Regions from separate parts of the Mus musculus genome. Here region 2 is linked to region 1. Evidence: chromatin contacts called from public HiCAR-type data. All regions are on one chromosome and are shown on one strand. Each heading gives the region's core, a stretch centred on a gene start, on an enhancer-like site or on the middle of the called end of the contact. The rest is flanking DNA. Distances are from core to core; before and after follow the strand shown.

Evidence for each region. HiCAR-type assays count read pairs that join an accessible place to other places.
Region 2: a HiCAR-type map of astrocytes shows a contact between it and region 1, with 2.9 times the contacts expected there. The contact joins two enhancer-like sites. A contact is called at or near these places in 1 of 39 promoter capture datasets (cranial neural crest) and 2 of 115 datasets of contacts at active chromatin or transcription factors (astrocytes and large pre-B cells).

Annotation. Positions count from the first base shown.
Region 1 is chr1:136,724,618-136,731,163 of GRCm38.p6, reverse strand. Platr22 (pluripotency associated transcript 22) reads right to left here. Exons shown (of 5, transcript NR_037986.1): 3 at 6,486-6,546; 4 at 6,325-6,372; 5 at 5,436-6,193. Among named protein-coding and RNA genes, the nearest start is that of Platr22, 32 kb to the right of the region's middle. Within about 2 kb of position 2,668, at least 12 of the 459 cell types and tissues checked have an H3K27ac peak or open chromatin away from gene starts, as enhancers often do. A contact at or near this core is called in astrocytes, where this site is marked.
Region 2 is chr1:137,925,667-137,932,212 of GRCm38.p6, reverse strand. Gm4258 (a long non-coding RNA gene) reads right to left here. Exons shown (of 3, transcript XR_003948014.1): 2 at 1-6,546. Among named protein-coding and RNA genes, the nearest start is that of Gm4258, 30 kb to the right of the region's middle. Within about 2 kb of position 4,147, at least 141 of the 459 cell types and tissues checked have an H3K27ac peak or open chromatin away from gene starts, as enhancers often do. A contact at or near this core is called in astrocytes, where this site is marked.

The DNA of each region.
Region 1 (6,546 bases), core at 1,419-3,918:
ACCCTCCCTGTTTCAAGTGATCTTGCTGAGAGGATCCATGCTCATCCCTAGCACCTAGGGTCTAGCCTGATGCCCTAGATAAGTCAGACCTCACTTCTGTAGCCCAAAGTGACACCGCATGTACTTGACGCAATTAACCCGCTCTTTGAGAATCAAGGCTCGTGGGTTTTGTTGTTGATCTTAGGGAAGCTTACTAGCTTCCCATTGCCACAGCTGGGGCCACAGGTGGGGCATGCTAAAGAGAGGCTGCCACCCGTCTTGCAGACACCAGAGGAACGGTACAGCCAGCAACACCTCTGAAAATAACGCTGGCAACTTTCACCACATCCTTCCCGGGCGATCCAGCTGAGCATCTCAACCCTCTCTGCCAAGGCAGCCAGAGTGGTTGCTCCCTGCCTGGATACCTACAGGGAGGGAATCCCATCAGATAAAACTGCCTGGCGATGACCTAATTCGTCCATTCAGAAAATAAATTCGTCCTACCCACATACTGTTGTTATGGTTTCCATTCTTAAATTATACATAAAGGGCCTGAGCTGTATCCAGCCTGTTTTAGACATTGCAGAACATGAATCTTAATAAGACGCATATTTCAAGTGGGGCCCAAAATATGTATTCTCAGAGATGTGCCTGTATAATTTCACACCTGTTGCCCTGAGCACACTGTTAAAATTCTGTAAAACTTGTTTCCAACAATGTGTTCATTCACTACCTAAAACCTTGCTGCTGCCTTTTTTTTTTTTTTTTGGTCTTAGTTACTTTTGGGTGACATAAAAAAAATAAAATAAAATAAATGTGGGATGGAGAACATTACAGGCACTAAGGGCTCTTGCTGCCAAGTCAGGTGAACTTTCATTTCCAAGGAGCCAACACTGGCTGTATGGTGCTTGTGCCTCTTTGTATGTGTGTGTGTGTTTGTGAAAATTGGAAGGATTATTTTCAGCGCACACATGAAAATGTACACACACATTATTTCTCTCAATAACTAAATAGGTGTAAAATTACACGCACATTCAAAAATAATAAATGTATCAAGTATGATGGCAGTCACTCTTGAGAGGCAGCGGCAGGAAGATCAAGGTTCAAGGCCAGCCTCCCTTACATGAGACCCTACAGCAATAGAAACATATAAATAAATTCATTTTTTACAATTCCAAAATGATACATCATACCTTAACTCACCTTCAAGCCCCTTTCCAGTTTCCTGTTCAGTTTGTCTTCCTTTGTGGTGGTTATTTTCAGCATAAATGAATTCATATTCATTTCTTGAGTTTTTCCTAAGTCCTACAGGGCATTTGAGAGTCCTCGCACATTCTCCTTCTGGGCTTCAAATGTCATATGCGTTTTGTCAAGAAGCATTCTGAGGGATGGGCTGGGGCTCAATGGGTGGCATGCCTGCCTGGCACTGAGACCAGGGGGTGGGTGGGGGTGGGGATCCCAGGCTCTGCATAAACCCAGAGCAGTGGTTCATGTCTGTAATCCCTGCTTGGGAGATGAAGATGGGAGGGTCAGAAGTTCAAGGCCATCTTCAGCTGCTAGATAAACTCAAGCCCAGCCTGGGCTATATGAGAGCCTACATAATTTTTAAAACAATCCACAGGGCTGGTGAGATGGCTCAGCGGTTAAGGGCACTGACTGTTCTTCCTGAGTTCAATTCCCAGCAACCACATGGTGGCTCACAACCATCTTTTTTTTTTTTTTTCCTTCGAGACAGGGTTTCTCTGTGTAGCCCTGGCTGTCCTGGAACTCACTCTGTAGACCAGGCTGGCCTCAAACTCAGAAATCTGTCTGCCTCTGCCTCTCAAGTGCTGGGGTTAAAGGCATGCGCCACCACTGCTGAACACTCACAACCATCTGTAATGAGATCTGATGCCTTCTTCTAAGGCGTAGTACATAAAATACTACATAAAATAAATATATAAATCTTTAAAACAATCCACAATAACAAAATGCAGAATAAATAAAATTTCAAAGAAGTTGATGGACAAGGCTATTCTAGAATTGACTGTGTAGCCCAGACTGACCTCAAGCTCAGAGACAATTCACCTGCCTCCGCTAAGATTACAGACCTGTACCACACCTGAAAATACACTAACCTTAGTGCTATTTGTGAATTTTATAAATCCGTGGGTGGCTGAGGTTGGGGGAGGGTTGCTTTTGTTTCGTTTTTACCTTTTTGCCCTAAGTAACAGTACATGGGGCCAACATGTCAGAATCTCGCATAAGAAAAGTTCCGAAAAGGAGCCCTTTTCCTTTATGGAGAAATTAAATCAAAGTGTGCTGCACTCCATTTTGGTTGAGTCCGTCGCTCCTTTCCCCCACACCTGGAGCTTTTAAAACAGTCCCCAAGGTATAGACAGATGAAGTGGTCAGGAGAAAAGGCCACCCACCCTGGTCCAGACCCATCAGCCTTCTGGGTCACAGTTAACAGGAAAATACACACACACACACACACACACACACACACACACACACACACACACACCTCGCCCCTGAGAACTAAACAGCAGCTTAGGGAATTTCAAACTGAAACTCATCTGGTCTGTTATCCAATAAAAACATTTTATAAAAACATTTTATAAACGGGAACAACTCCAGGTGTGTCAGGCACTGGGACTAATGGGAGGAGAGAAGTCTAAGAGAGAGTTTGTCCCTGAGCCACAATGGCTCACATTGAAACACCTAACCAGGGAAGCCTGGTGGAAGCTGACAGGAGGACTGCCAAGTACAAGGCTAGCCTGGAGATTTTAGTGATGTCTCAAATTTTATATAAGGGGCAGGGGGAGAACTGTGGAGATGTAGTTCAGTGGTAGAGTACTTGCCTAGTCAGAGACCCTAGGTTCAAATCCCAGCACTGATATAATAAATAACCATTAAACAATTGTGTTGACTCCCGCCTCCACCCGGCTCCCATCGCTCACTCTCTACCCAGGCCCCACACAGCAGGACAACAGGAATACAACAGGGGGATTAGGGTTCAGTTTGTCTCCTGTTGCTCACAACATTTAATGGAAGACTAGACAGAAAACACATTTCCATAAATACTAATTGATTGGTGGCGGATTGACCCACAGAGGTCCTTCTAACAGTAATTATTATCTGAAAGAAGCTGAACTCAGATGCAAATTCCTGGCTCCAGGGTTCTGCCCCGAGGCTATTTTACATTTCAAGGGAGCCTCACAGTTTGAACTGGACTGTGAAAAATGAACCCAAGCAGGCAGGCAAACAGTTTCCAAATTCTATTCTCCCCGAGACATTTGCATCCCTTCTGTTGATATTTGTCAACTGTCACCAGGCCCTCTCTATCTATCATCTTCTCCCTACAGGACAGCTGGCGACACTGAAGGTCCATCTATTTGTTCCATGCTCCCTAATAACAGAAATTTATGGCAACTTTTCAAGGAAAAGAAGCAATAGGCACAATGGGCCTCACCAAGCCCACCAAGCCCTGGTCCCATTGACACTTGACCTCAGACTTGTTTTGGACTTCAGTGAAAGCTTAATTCCATAGCTAAGAATCACAGGTAGCACACGGCATATATCAGTAAGCAATTAAGTTAATCCTGAGCTACATCATTGTCATCAGCCACATTAAGACCCAGAAACAGGGGCTGGAGAAAGATGGCTTGGCGGTTAAGAGCACTGACTGCTCTTCTGAAGGTCCTGAGTTCAAGTTCCATCAACCACATGGTGGTTCACAACCAACTGTAATGGGATCTGACACCCTCTCCTAGTACACCGGAAGACAGCTATAGTATACTTAGATTATAATAATAAATAAATCTTTTTTTAAAAGACCCAGAAATGCTAGACAGTAGGGGCATATACCTTTAATCCCAGCACTCTGAGAGGCAGAGGCAGGCAGATGCGTGAGAGTTGAGATCAGCCTGCTCTACAGAACAAGTTCCAAAACAGCCAGGGCTACACAAAGAAACCCTGGAGGAAGGAGGGACCCAGAATCTTCTGCCTAAAATATTGACATTTAAACTAACTTAAAGATAAAAAAAATGCTAATGTACACATTGTTATGAATTCATAGGAGCTGGAGAGATGGCTCAGCAGTTAGGAGTCTAAAGACCCAGGGTTTAATTCCCAGCACCTACATGGCAGCTCACAACTGTCTATAACTCCAAGATCTGACACCCTGACAGAGACATACATGCAGACAAAACACATAAAATAAAAATAAAAGAATTCATAACAGACATTGGTGGATGTCTCCCTCCATTGGTGGAACCCCTCCAGGGTTCTCGAGAGTTCACAAAAATAAAAAGTAATACAGAAAGTGATACTTAATAATCAAAATTAAAAGCCCTCAGGGGCACAAGTGCAGGACAGCTTCCCTTTTTTTCTGTTCTACACAGCCCTCTGGGGAGCCGAAGACGTGAAAGAGGTCTTTCCGCTGTTGGTTCCAAGAAATGGTTTTGCTTTTGTGAATGAAAAAGTACTTAAAGCCATTCATTACAGATGCTGTTTGAAACTGTGATGCTCGGGAGTAAAGCACTCACCGCAGCTTGGGAGAGTCTGTAAGATTTTACAGTCTGTGCGGACCTTTGGTTCAAGCAACTGAGTATTTTTTTTTTCTCTCACTAACAAAGCGTATCAAATACTGTCGCTCCATATTTGTGACTGCTATTTAATCTCTCTTTATTCTTCCACAGAGATTTTGAGGGCAGTTTGATAAGATACTTTGTCCACAATCTATGCAAGCCAAAGCTAGGTTGCTAATGGGATCTAAAAATTACATTTCACTCCTCAAATTTATTTGAGGTCCAGAAGATGGGGGGCATGGGGGCTGGGAGATGACGGTTGATGTCTATGCTGCCACCTGTTGGCCATATGAGGAAATACACAGCAAGGGAAGAAAGGGCTCTATTTGTATTCATAACCTATTTATATTCTGGTCCATAAATGTTCCATAGATGCTGGGGAAGGGAGCTCACAGACCACTTAGGGGATATTGCAAAGGCCTGGACCTGTCTCCAGAAAAACGAATGAAAATAACACAACATACATATTTTAAATAAAACCTTTTTTAGAAAGATTTCTTTAGTTTATGTCTATGAACGTTTTCCTCACATGTGTGTCTATGCACCACATGCATGCCTGGTGCTCTCCGAAGTCTGAGAGGACATTGTATCCTTAGAACTAGAGTTATGGCCAGTTGTCAGGTGCTGTGTGGTTGCAGGGACAGCGAGTTCTCTTAACCACTGAGCTGTCTCTCCGATTCCCACAATAGATTTTTGTAGACAAATATGGACAGCCCAAAGTCCCTCGGTATACCCAAGCAAAGCAACCTCATTGTTTTGTGCTGTAGGGAGAAAAATCAGTACAAATAAATCATACATCCTGGGACAATAATTTAAATACAAGATTATTCTTGGAAATTATTTTCTTTTTTCTTTCTTTCTTTCTTTCTTCTTCTTTTTTTTTTTAAACACTAAATGTTTTTTGGTTCAAATCTGGTGGTTAACTACTGAAAGAAAAAAAGAAAAACAAAACAAAACCCTTTAACCTTGTCCCACAGTCAGAGAGAGTTGCATTTCTGGGGTAAATTGGATGGGAATGGCTTGTGGGTGTTCTGGGTTGTGTCTCCATCTGCTTCTGACAGGCTCTGGATCTTGGATCACCATGAGATAGTAACGAGGGTGTGAGGATTCGTGGTTTCATGGTTTGTTTAGCTTGTAGAAATGCCTTCTCTGTTTACACAGTGTAGGTTACACAGAGCCATCATCGTCTCTGACACTGTCTTCTCTAGTGCCGGGGATGAAACCCAAGCTCTTCCTTAAGCACTAGGCAAGCACTGACCACAGGAGCCAGCTGCTGAGATGGTTTGAATGTTCTCCAGTGATCTCCAAATCTGGAGACTTTCACTCTTGCATCCCCCCAAGAAGCTATTTTTTCCCCCATGTCTTGTCTAGAAGAGAGACTTACTCAGTCCTTGGAGCATCTTAGAACTGCCCAAAATAGCCCTCCTGGTTTCTTCCTCTATGGTGTGAGTGACAGGCTCCATAAGGAGTAGCGACTGGTCTTGTCCATCCTGAACATTCGTCCTGCCCTGAACATGATCCACATGAAGTTAAAATGTTTATGCATAGCCATGGAAACCGTTACCAGAGTGAAGAGACAAGCTTCAAAATGGGAGGAAAATGTTACCCCCCTATCTACTGAGCAAGAGATTGATATCCAGAATCTGGAAAGAAAAAGAGACACATGAAAATTTTCAGTCAGTAGAAGGGCAGATTATGTCAAGAGCTCATGGTACAGGTGTGTGATCAACTACTCAGCAGACTGACGCAGAACTGCCTCATGGTCAAGGCCTACCTGGGCTATAGAATGGGTTCCAACCATCCAGGGATACAGAGCAAGACCCTGTCTAAAAAGAGAAAAGAAAACAAACGCGCCTCTATGTCATGCCATGAAGAATGGCTATCACCCAGAAAACAGATCACAACAAATACTAGCGAGGAAGGAAGGATGCTTACACTATAGAGATGGATGTAACGTGACCAAGCTTCTCTGGAAGCCAGTATGGGCATTCCTTGA
Region 2 (6,546 bases), core at 2,898-5,397, 1.2 Mb before region 1:
TCCTTCTCTGTGCAGTTTGCTCTTCCCGGCTCTGGTTCCAGTCTGCAGTCACCTGACTCCATGTATCCCCTGATTTTGTTACCACCACAGAAAGAGAAATTATAGCCTTCAAGCCTCCACTTTCTTTCTCTTAGCTATAGCCCTCAAGTTCCAATCTGTCTGCCCATTTAACACAGTTTCTTTGTTGTTGGTGTTTTGTTTTTTGTTTGTGTGTGTGTGTGGGGGGGGGTTGACTCAGAGTGTCAGGGTGGTTATACTAAAAACAAACAAACAACACATAGCAAAAACTACTGTAGCGTTGTGTGTACATTTTATACACAGAGAATTGTAAAGAGTCTTGAATTTTTGATGGGAGGAAAAAAGAAAGAAAAGAAAAACACCCTGGTGGGAACACAAAACAGCACAGAGAACACATAATCGTGACCCTCATAACTGAGATTGCCATGTGTCGTATTAAACGCCACCATTTACCTAGATGTCTTGCTTGATAGAGACAGTGAGATGCCTTACAGATTTTACACAAACACGTCATTCAAAGCCTTGCTGATCTATTTTCTTGTGTATGATGTTTGGTTGGGTCCTTCAAAGGGCTTCAAGGGTTACTTTTATATTTACAAAGACTGAAGATGAAAGCTGTTATTTGAATGCAGCTTTGCATTCGGTGGTACCAAGATGCTTATTAGAAGTGCCCTGATGAGACTGTGGAGTGGCACCTGTGTATCACTCTCCTCTAGTGTGTACTTAGGTGTTCTGGCTGCCTAAGAAGCAGCTTAGCTTTAATGAAAGGATAGTAAACAACATAAATTATAAAAGACATCTGCTAAGGAGATCAAGAAAGGGGAGGAGGAAAAATGTAGGTAATAAAAAGAGAAAGGGGGTGAGAGAGAGAAGAGAGGAGAAAGGAGAAAGAGAGAGGAGAGAGAGGGAGGAGAAAGAGAGGAGAGAGAAGGAGGAGAGAAAGAGGAAAGAGAGAGAGGAGAGAGAGAGAGAGAGAGAGAGAGAGAGAGAGAGAGAGAGAGAGAGAGAGAGAGAGAGAGAAATGCTGGAGTGTGTGTACATGGAGACACTGGGCAGAGAGGAAAGTCTGACAGGCAGAGAACAAAGTGTTTCCAGGGATCTCAAAGAAATGGTGAACCTTAATCACACCCTAATTTTAGGGTATAGCGAACCAACCTCTTTAAGTTCCTCAGGGACATGCACGTACGTAGCTGTGGTTCCTACTGGATTGCCATTGAACATGTAGATGGAGCTGCCTTCATTCTCCTTCATGGGATTTTTTTTTTCCTTGACTCCAGAGCCTATGCAAAACAACAAAAAGACCCTCTCTTGAACTCAGGCAAACTATCCAAAGCTCTTTCTTACCTTTCACAGGGATGGCTTCCTCTCCAACAGCCCATAAGGACTGCTCACTTGGACCCTCCTACACTTTGCTAGCTTATGATTAATTTTAGCAGCCCAGAAGTTGCCAACTTTCATAAACACACCTTTTCAATTACAAGAGTCCTTGTTAAAGGTAAGCTAATAATTTTAGCTACCTCCAGACTATGATTTAACTATGAATATTCCTTTTCCACAGAAAACTAACCTTGTGTATTTCCATCCAAAAAAGCATCTAAAATATTTTTAAATGCTTCAATTATCAATGAAATTTACTTGTACTCTAAAATATCTTAAATATATAGTTTAGCGTTTTATTATCTCATTTCTTTGAAGAGTCAACCTTACTAGTGGCATCGTGCTATTTTATACAGTTCTCACAGCCTGTGATCATTGTTGAAATGTTGAGTTCTCAGGGAAGAAATATTGTGATTCAGTAATGTGATTTGAATGTAAAAGTGTTTCCTATCAATATTGAATTAGAGAAGTCTAGCAAACTAGGAAAAAAAAAGGAAAAAGAAATAAATAATGCCTCACTCCCCCCAAAACATTGTTTCTTGTTGCTGATTATTGATTTTTCTTAGGTTGATTATTGTGTATTTTTTCTTTAAATGTATTTCTCTTATTTTTATTCCCAAAGACTGTGGCTATGGCTGTTTTTCTTCAACGCTATCTTTTTTAAACCTCATAGCCTGTCCTTTTCCTGGATAGTCTGCTTTCAGTGTCTTTTGGATCTGAGCTCTGGGAGGTCTCTGAGGATCCAGCTCAAGAGAGAGAATGACCCTGTTGGCAAGCAGTATGACTCAGGGTATAAACCACTTGACTTGTCCTCCTGGCAGAGGCTCCCCTGGCGTGGGGAGAAGCTGAAGAGGCCTGTTTTCTAGTTGAAAGTTTCCCATCATGCCAGTCTCCTTCAGCCTGTGTCACTAAGGATTCCATTACAGTTAGTAGAGCAGTGGTCAAGGTCGGATAGAGAAAATCAACAGGGCTGAGTAAGCATGGTGTGTATACTTTAAAAAATTTTAAAGCCGAGTCTTGCACTTCAAGATACAGAATGTTGAGATATTATGAGAAGAACACACACCCATAGCTACTGCAGTAGCCCCAGTGCAGAGCCCTGGACTGCTTTATGCCAGTGAACAAGCAAGAGACATAGACCCTCTTAGCATAGTGTGCGCTAAAGTTTGTAAGGCAATAAATATCTCACATCCTTTCCCCTCAGCACATACATCTGCATTTAGAGAGGGAGGTTTCCTCCAGATATTGATCTCCAAAGGTGAGCTGCAACTTGTAGAATTCTTCATGTTCTAGGCAGGAGGACTGAGATGACATCAAAGGCAGATTGCGACGTGGTTTAATTGAGAATAAAAGTTATGCTTCCAGCCAAGCTGGTGTTTGTTTTCCACAAGTGTACTGATGTTTTCAGTCCCCTTTAGGTGGGGGTCACTTTAACACCAAATATGAAGTATGAATTTTGATGACTAATATTAGCAATATCTTTAAGATGCTAATGTCCTTCCCTGTTGATCATAATAGCTAGCCCTAAAATGTGTGTGTGTGTGAATAGAGTTTAGATAAAATAGTTATGCGATTACCTAATAGCCTCATTATCCTTCATGATACTTCTTTTTGAATTCTCAAGTGTTTTGTAATGCCTCTCAGCCTCCCTCCCCTCCCCCTCCCCTCCCTCTTTCCCTCTTTCTTTCTTACCCTGACATTTCCAGAAGCTAAAGAAATTTAAGAATTGCAGGATCTTGTAAAAGGTACAGGAAAGTACAAACTGTGTTTATTTGTTTTTAAATTTGTTATATAATTTAAAAAAAAAGATTCCCAGTGCAATTTCTTGGTCTATTACCCCTGACAGCTACGATTAATTATATTTTAACCTGTTAAGGGCTCACTTTCTCAAGTATATTAAACTAAGTTTTCTGCAAACACTGAACTCATCTGAGTAGTGGGGATGGGTGTCCAGGCAGACAGGAAGAAAAGCACACTCTTTCTCAGTAGACAGCCTTTCTTTGTCTCCCAGCCCTGGCCTTTGCACCTACACATTGCCTGGCATGACGGGGAGGCCAAGCAGATGGCCTTCGCTGTGGAAGCCAGGGCTCTGGGCCCACGAGATGAAACCTGCATGCTTGGGAAGGCTGAGACAGTCGCCAAGGTTTCATGTGTAATAAAGTACTCGCTGCCTCTCCAGTAATGATATCCTGGGGGCTGCTGTGAGGAGGTTCTTTTCACTAGAAACATACTCGTAGGAATTTAATACTATCTTGCTAAACCCTTTGATTGAATAAGGTTTTAATTTTTTAAAAAAAGAATTCTTCTTACTTTGTAGACTCCAAGATGTGAGCAAGTATGAATTCTTACTCTAGGATCAACATCTCTACTAAGCTCGGGATTCTTTTGCCTTCTTAATCACGCGCTTCAACAAATAAAATATCTTACCGTTGCCTGTCTTTTTTCTTTTTTTTTTTTCCCCCTTTTACAGCCTGCCTGAAATACTCTTCGGTTAAATAATATTTGTTAGGCTTTGATGCAATCAAGTGAAATTTGAGTCTTCGGAGCGATTCAGCCTCGCCTCGTGGAGACCGCACATGTGTGTCAGCTTTGAGTTTTTCTCACCAGTGTTTTACACATGAAATCTATTTTTCCTTGAGAAAATGGAATCTTTGTGTCTTTGTCTGGAAGGCTCGCTGTGCTCAGGCGTGTTCCGGCAGGAGCTGTGACTGCCAAGGCCCTGGGGGAGGGGCCTGGCAGTCATTTGTCAGCTGTCCTGCATCTGTAATTTCTGGCCACTCAGCACTATCAGAGTCTTAGAAACGGGGCCCGAAGGGTGGGGGAAAGAGCTTGTCATTGATGAAAGACAAACCCCAAATAACTGCCTGATGTTGATGACCAAAGGGAAGAGAGAGTATGAAAAACTTTTATTGTGTCCTTTAATGAAAAGGATTTTCATTTGAAATAGCTAATTTATGAAATTGCACATGGTAACATTTCCAGATCTCAGTCTAGAAAGGCCGTGTCCATATTGTGTTACCAATTTCACTGCTTTTACCTTGGCAAGCGCTCCTGAAAGTATTTTAATTTTCTGCCATTGACTTCTGGTTATTTCTGCTCTTGTGCCCTTGTAACAAAACTGACAGCACAATTAAACATCTGCATTTTAAAACTGGGTTTCTCCCCTGACTATTTTGCTTTGCTTCTAAAATTTCCAGATGTTTTGGGTTCTTTATGATTTTAATGTATGCAAATACATTTGCTTATACTTTAGAGAAAATGGAGAGGGAAGAGAGGGAGGGGAGGGAGAAGAGAGAGACAAAGACAGAGACACAGGGAGACTGAGAGAAACAGAGACAAGACAGAGTATATACTAACTTGGATTGAGCAGAAGAAAAGCTTAGTAATAATACATCAAGCAGCAAATCAATATTTTCCCCGTTTGTAGATTTACATTAGAATACATTGTGGTCCTTAGCACTTTACTATTTTATTTGAATTTTGCAACTCAGTTTTGTGACTAGAATTCGGGATTCACACCTCGGTGTCCTCATAACTGGGTAGAGGCATGCTACTCTCTGTCTTTTCATTTCAGGGAGAGATAAGTTGAGGGGTAGGAGAAGAAACAATGTATTTCAAATGAGCATATGGCTTTGTGGAACTTAAGGGGATTGTCAGTATCTTGCCGGAAGTGTTTGAACGTGAGGTATAAGAGTGTCCCTAACATTTTAAGGAAGTCCATTTCCCATAATTAATAACAGGAAACTGGTAAACAGATTCTTGTGTACAAGTGAATCCAAACGGTAACATAAACGAAAGCAAGGAAAGACCCAAACGCACCTCGTTCATTTACTCCCAAGGATTATGTTGTGGTATCCAAGTGGTTCAGGCCAGAAAGACTTAGGAGATGTGTGTTGCCATAATCCTTGGGAGTAAATGAGTACTCATTTTCCATTCCTGACTGTCTAGGACATGTGCTAGGGAGAGTGCAGCCATTTCTTCCATAGTCTAAGGTCTGCAAGGGATCTCAGACAACTGACATAGTTAGTAGAAAAATGGCAAGTAATTATGAAGGAAGACAATGTATTATAAAAATATTATTTTAATATGTTTAGGCCCATTTCTACTGTATCCTATGGGAGATGGTAAGACCTAGTAAGGGAATTTGTGTACATTTAAGGTGTTTGGAGAAGTCGATGAGTAGATTTGTGAGTCTCAAACTAAATGCATCATTAATTAGACAGATAACAGGGCAGGGCGATTGACCCACTTCTGCACAGAGCTCTGGGCTAAGCTCTCTGAGAACTGACAGGTCTTTATCTTCTAATTGTATCAAAAAATGGGGACTGTCTGATCCCAGCGCTGACCTTGAAAGCAGCAAACTGAAGTGATATATTGTGTCCCTGGGTTTTGGGGTTTTGTTTTCTTTCTTTCTTTTTTTTTTTTTCTTTTTTTTTTTCAGAAATGTTGAATTCGATCTCAAAGTTTGAAGTTTCAAAAGCAGAATTAGCTGCTTTATTTATATTGAATTTTTAGAGTGAATCATTTCCTCTCTGAAGGGGAACAAAGGCCTGTAAGAGAAAGGCGATTGCCCTGCAAAGGTTAAACATAAGACACAGCCCAACTAAAAGTGCATCCTTACTTCTGTAAGATGGGGAGAAAAAGAAGGAAAGCTAACCAAGGTGAGGGTCAGTTTCATTTATTAGGTCCATGCAGTGTAAGTGAGAATGCATGCTACCCATGCTATCAGAGCAGACACAGCTCCACGGTACCAGGGAGCTGCAGACATCAGACCAGGCCTTAGTTCCAGAAAGACGAGGCTAAACAATGCTCTGCATGGCAGGGCTTCTGGGATGCACAGACTCATAGATGACCCTGGACTTGTAAACCTTGCCATCTTAGCCAACCCGTCAGCACCTATAGAGTTAAAGCAGAGAAGTTGCACTAAACATTAAATAGGCCTAAATATTAGTGTGTTTGTGTGTGCACACACATGCTTGTGCACAGGCATGCACACGTGCTCGCGTGTGTACGTGCATATGGATAAAAAGAAGTGGATATGTCTCAATTTATCTATCTAGCATGTACATTATCTGTGTGAATTTTAAGCAATGAAGTGAGTATGTAAAAACACTTAAATTGGAAAAATAAGAATGCAATTTTGTCAAGTTG